2 separate regions of the Rattus norvegicus genome follow, and region 2 is linked to region 1. The links are chromatin contacts, called in public Hi-C maps. All regions are on one chromosome and are shown on one strand. The core of a region is the stretch at or near the end of the contact, and the rest is flanking DNA. Distances in the headings are between cores, read along the strand shown. Region 1 has its middle 24 kb from the start of Sorbs2. Region 2 has its middle 28 kb from the start of Tlr3.

Evidence for each region. Hi-C and Micro-C count contacts between places; a contact is called where the count stands out from the background.
Region 2: a Hi-C map of frontal cortex shows a contact between it and region 1, with 2.6 times the contacts expected there. The contact joins two enhancer-like sites. A contact is called at or near these places in 4 of 12 Hi-C or Micro-C datasets (frontal cortex, hepatocytes, kidney and 1 more).

The regions. Positions count from the first base shown.
Region 1 is chr16:53,381,234-53,384,287 of GRCr8, reverse strand. It overlaps a transcript of Sorbs2 not described here. Among named protein-coding and RNA genes, the nearest start is that of Sorbs2, 24 kb to the right of the region's middle. Within about 2 kb of position 1,422, at least 10 of the 93 cell types and tissues checked have an H3K27ac peak or open chromatin away from gene starts, as enhancers often do.
Region 2 is chr16:53,525,640-53,528,869 of GRCr8, reverse strand. No RefSeq gene overlaps it. Among named protein-coding and RNA genes, the nearest start is that of Tlr3, 28 kb to the left of the region's middle. Within about 2 kb of position 1,494, at least 7 of the 93 cell types and tissues checked have an H3K27ac peak or open chromatin away from gene starts, as enhancers often do.

The DNA of each region.
Region 1 (3,054 bases), core at 173-2,672:
AGGCCACTAAGAAAACACTGACTCCCATGTGGCTAGGAAGAAGGTCTCAAAGCCCACCCCACAGTGACACACTTCTTCTAACAAGGCCACACCTACTCCAACAAGTCTACATCTCCTAATAGTGCCACTTCTTGGGCCAAGTGTATTCAAACCACCACACACACCCATGGTGCTGAAGCATCAACCCTTGATGTGGCTGTGTCTGCGTCAACAGCACACACCCACTCTAGCTTCCTCCATTCCCTTGAAGGTGGGTACTACCTTGGTGACTCTTGTGGGCAATTCTTAAGTTCTCAATTGGGTCCTTCATATGGTGAGCTATTGGTTCACCACATGAAGAGGAGATCAGACAAATTGCTCAACCTATCTGGGTGCCATCCATACTTCCCCTTTATTTTCTATTTCATTTCTAGAATCTTTTTTGTTTCCCAAAATGATTTAAAATAGGCTGGAAAAAAAAGATATATACTGCCTAAGACCTTTAAGAGATAAGAGCTTGCGTGTGATAGGCTTTATTTGGAACTCAGACTGAAAGGTAGTCCAGAAATGGAGCCACTGCTTGACTGACACCCCTCCACTCCCACCTCCCCCCACCTACTCACTTTTCTTCTGCCACATTTGGCCAGAGCAATCTGCTCCTGTGGGAGTCTTGGGAGGAAAGAAGAGAAAAATCCAAAATACCAACTTGGCTGTCTAATTATTTTTAATTATGAAATCACTCAAGGTCGAGGTGAGCACGTGAAGCCCATTCCAGAGACTGAGATCCAACTCTTCAAACAGCAGGAAATCTTGGGGAACAGAACAAAGAGGTTCCTTTATCAAGTGACATCTGAAAGGGTCTATGGCAGGTAGAGTCACGGTGGCTCTTAAAATAAATAGATTTGAACAGTAAGCTCAAAAAAAAAATCAAAAAGAAGCAAGACCCAATAAAACCACAAACACCCACACAAAACCGCCAGTGATCCCTGACCTACTCCTGGTTATTGAGAACAAGAAAGACCATGAGAGACGGTGAGTGGATGAACAGAAAAAAAATGTTCAGCTGATGTCACAGAAACCCAGTTTAGGGAAAGCACTAACTGCCCCAGGGAGGTTGTTTGTTTGGAGTTCAGATAGAGCAACTTGATAAGAAAAGAATCCGAGGAGACCAGGGAGGAAGGTAAATAATTAACCATGCAACCTGGGTGAAGAGTGGCAAGCTAAGACAGCCCTATTAGACCTTCAAAGCAGAAGGTTAGTACCAGTGAGAACTCAGCCCGAGACAGTCGTCTTTATGCTTCAGGCGCTTCTCCTTTCTCCAGAGAAGTCAGTCCCTAAGCCTGGCTGGGTTACACTTTAGAGATCAATAGGAGATCCTTTTCAGCACATTAAAGACAATGCTTCAAGTCCTTCAGTGCTTAGGGAGCTGTGTATTCACCTGCTTCCTTCTGTCACTTCCAAGACTGCAGACTTAAGTCCAGTGGTAGGCAAGTGTAGAGCTATTTGGTTAAAAATGTGTCTATTCAAGGGGGGCAAAGGCACATGCACACCTATATTCATAGCTCTAGGAAGGCTGCACTGGGAAGACGCAAGTTCAAGGTCAGTCTGGGTTACACAGCAAATTCCAGGGTACAATGAGATCCTGTCCCAAAAATCCAGGGTCTGGGCGTAGCTCATTAATAAAGCACTGGCCAACCAAAACAAAACAGTTAAGCAAACAAAAAATTTGTATGACCCTGAAAGTATTATTTATGTGCTAGCTCTCTTTCTTCTGCATAGTTATTGTATAGATTTTCTTAGGGAAATTTCAAATAAGTTGCACAATGATTCTTTCTCTAAATTATGACCCCCTGAAGCATCTGAATCAGCAAACGAAATGTTGTCTAATTCATCTCATTGTTTTCTTAAATATCTTTCAATCTGCTACATCTGGGTGAATAGTAATCACCTCGGAAATAGAAAGGAATGTGGAGAACGTAGGGGAGAGCTTTAATATGAAAAAAATGACCAGTGTGGACATAATCAAATGATTTCTAATTACCATGGTGACTCTTAAAACTCCCTCAGAGCTGGGGCTCACAACCCTTGAGAAAATGAAGGAAATCTGACATTTGATCTTGGACTCAAAGACAGACAGTGTAGGAATGTTACCCTTCTCATTCTCCTCTGCAGGCAGATCAGTGAAGTCATTTCCACCGGAGAGGAGAGTCTGAAAACCAGATTATTTGTTTTAATCCTTTTAAAAGTTGAGTGGAAACACAAGTCTGGATGGTATGGAACCATGCATGAGTTGACTAAATCATTATCTGATCATGAAAGGCAGCTGATACTCTTCATGATACATCTTCACGGCTATTTTAATGCAGTACATAAGCTTTGAGTAGGTGTTCGCATTTTATAAATACTGTACGGAGAAACCCGACAGTATGACTTAGAAAACAGCTCATCTCTTTCTCACTTGGTGAGAAGAACGCTCCATCTGCTTTATCCAAGTGGTTAATTCACTCCCCCGTGTGCCCAAGAGTCTATTGAGAGTAAGCATGAAGGTAGGACTAGAAATCAATTTCTTTTTACTTTAAAATTCTTTTCCTCAAAGTTTTGCGTTGTCCTGGCCAACATTTTTATTAAGAGTGTGTGTGTGTGTGTGTGTGTGTGTGTGTGTGTGTGTGTGTGTGTGTGTGTCTGTGTCTGTGTCTGTGTCTGTGTGTGATCACATTAGTAGCGCCTTAAAAATATTCTTCTACAAAGATTGTCTTCATTAAGATCTCAATATTTTCGATCAGAGACAAAATTGAGTTGTACATAAGTCTACATGGACCCCGTCAGTGCATTAAAGGATGATTAAAAAAGATTTGGCTTAAGCTTTGGTTTCCCAACCACATCATGTTCTTCATACATGAAGGTTACTTACTAGTGTTTTCACATGATACCATCTAAAGAAAGAGGCCCAAGAGCATGAAAGATAGTTGTTGTCAAATCCTTTCTACATGGGTTAGAAAACCCATTGCATGATGTCACAGTTTAGAACAGACAGGAGGCAGTCCAAGGAGCAAGGCCATATACTGGTTTGGAAAA
Region 2 (3,230 bases), core at 245-2,744, 140 kb before region 1:
TGTACTTATTAATCCAATATCTATTTACAGATTAAACATCTATAAAAGCAACAATGCCTGAATTAAGTAAATGTATTTTTCTGAATAGAAATAGTCCTCCATATACCATATTTCTGACGCATGGAAAGCGTTTTCTGTTGTTTTATCTCTTAGTTCTCATATTTGACTGGTAATATATTTTTCTGGCAAAACCATAGTCACCGTATTATACGGTTTGAATCCAAGCACACCCCTGTTCTGGTTCATACAGTGAAGAGGTAGCCATCTCAGTAGTCCTTCATGACGATCTCCTTCGAGACTTAGTGCCTTGAGAGTGATTTAAAGCACACGGGTGAATGTATCTCCTGAGAAGTTCCCCTTTGTATAAGGGCTAAATGTTCCCTGTGCAGTATTGTGCCTGCGAGGCACACCCATTTGTGATAGTGACTGCACAGAGGCAGCCAGCTATACCCCAGGGGTGGTCTGTAAATACAGGCTACACAATTCTTGAAGAATAATGAAGATAAAAGCACGAATTTTCCCAAAACTCATAAACCATGTATCCAATGGGATTTTTAGAAGTAGACCTATAATGAAGCCAATTATATATATATAACATAGCTTTCAGACAATTGTATATTTTATTGTATATTTGTAATATATTTTACCCACACTATAATACCATTTTAATGTAAATTATCTATACTATTATACAATATAATTGGAATGTAATTTACCTAGAATATAATTTCAATATAAGATATTATGCAAGACAACATTAGTGTAATGTGACATAATACATTTCTCAAGTATAGAAACAGGGCTGGTGAGATGGCTCAGCGGTTGAGAGCAGTGGTTGCTCTTCCACAGGTCCTGAGTTCAATTCCCAGTAACTACATGGTGGCTCACAATCATCTATAAGGAGAGCTGATGCCCTCTTCTGGCCTGTAGATGTATATGCAGCAGAGCACTCATACATCAAGAATAGAGGCCATATATGTAGATGGGGATAAATACAAACACATTGAACATCTGAGGCAAATCCTAAAACAGAAGTTCAAAGAAGTGTTCTAAATGGTGACTGAGAAACATCCTTTTTCCTCATTGGTAAGACATTTATTTAGAATGTTATGCTTTTCCACTTCATATAATGGCGCTGGACTCCCATCTGTGAGACTGACAAGGGGGAATTGTTTGGAGAGTTAACTGGTGAAAGATCACTCAAAGATTTAGTTGGGATCGAAGCATTTTGAATCTAACCAGAAGAATGTTGAAATATGAATGGGATAAATGTGTAATTTACTGACCCGGAGACTGAGTTGGACCACGGGGTTGTAACCACCCGGATAAGTTAGATAAAACTAGGATTATTTGGGTCTGGATTTTATCCAGTGAATTCTGCCAATGATTTCCTTCACTTTGGTGAGCAATAGATTGCTGTACACGATCACTGGCAGGGTGCTGAGGGAATGTGAAAACAAATTCCAGTTCTGAAGGTCGACCACAAGAGGGTACTGTAGTCCTCTGTATGTACAGCCAAGCGGTCTAAGAGGAAACCATAGGAAACCTGCAGGGAATACATTCCACCCCATTGCAGAGGTGGACCCCATTGCAAGTAGTAGACCTGGAATGCCAAGGTTGTGCCCATGCAAGTTCTAAATGGCATCACGGCTGCCAGCCACAATGCCAACAGAACATCACCCCCTACTGAAGAGTGGGGTGTGTGTGAAGGAAAGGAGAGAGAGTCTCTTCATTCAGCACTCTGTTCTAGTCCATTAAGTCTCTTCCTAAGTGTTGAGCTCTCAGTACCTGTGATCATATTATGCACTCTGGCAGGGGCTGATCCATAGCAGTGAGTACCTTAATACGGGAGTTTACTCATCGGTGTGATAAAATAGTGTGGACGATCGCTCCCTGAGGAGACCACCGAGTCTCTTAGGACAGAGAGTCGATCTTTCCTTTGCTTCCTTTTCTCTCATTTCTGTTGGGCACTTTCTCCTTGTTCTCCACTTCTAGCACCCCAGATCTCAGCTGGCATGTTTTTTTTTCCTCACGGCCTCTCCTAGCTTCCGGCCGCTGCTAGCTTCCGGCCACCGCTAGCTTCCGGTATCCAACCCTCCTTTCTCCAGCACATCCTCCAGTCTTGGCTAACATGTCACCTCCGCAAAGACCTTTCCTTCTGCTTTATTTAAATCTGCAGGCTGGGGCGGCTGCCTCTGTAGCGCTTAGCTCTACCACATTCACACCATCTGACACGCAGTGTATTTTTACTTTGCCTATTGCCTGTCCCTTGCTGAGGAATATGGTCCACAGGGAACTTCGGTCTTATTCTGTCCACTTCTGTATCTCATTGCTTCCAAAAGGGCGGACACATAATCAACACGTGGTAAACGTATTTTGAATGAATTTGAATGAATTTGAATGAAGTATTTAACACCGCATTTTCCCAAGCCTGGGCAGAAAAAACAACAACAAACCCAACGTGTTAACGAGCTACCACCGTTCGGAGAATGAAAGTCAAAGGTCACTTACGGAGGGAGCCATGAGAGCCCGCAGTAACGTAACAGCTGTTAAAACCCGGCAGAAATTGTACAAATGAGATTTTCCTGGGCTGCGAAACAAGACAAGAACTCTTTGGTACGAGGACCCTTAGAAATTGAATCATAGAAGTCTCTGGAAGCTGAGCTGAAGGATCGTTAATTGAAGATTTCAAAGACACCTGACCCACAGCATTGTCTTCTGTGGTGCCAGACTGAAGATGGCGTCTACAGGTGCAAGAGGGTGGGTGCTATGAGGGCTCCAGTAAAAATAGGTAACGTGACAGTCATGACTGGCAAAACAGAGGTTGTTTAGTGGGCAAGTGCTTTGTAATTTTAATAATTCCTAACATTTCCTTCTATGGATGGGGCCAGCCCACAGGATCTGCCCATTTTACCACGTTTGACAACGGAGAGTGTTTGTACGATGCCATATGTTGTTTTCATCTTTGTGCTGTGAAATCTGGAGCCTTTGCTGACTGTCAGCGAGTGCTTACCCTACATCAGCAAGGTCCTGGAGAAAGCACAGAACTCCTCATGGGAGAAGAATCCAGGGCAAACAAGCCCATCTAAATTCAGCCCCCACTCTCCTATGCTAGTCACTCAAAGACCAGCTAGCAAACAAAGTACAAGGTGACATGACCTCCACTATCCAACCCAAGCCTGCTCCCCCTGCCTCAGCGCATCCAGTTCATGAGCACAGCAGCAGAGCTC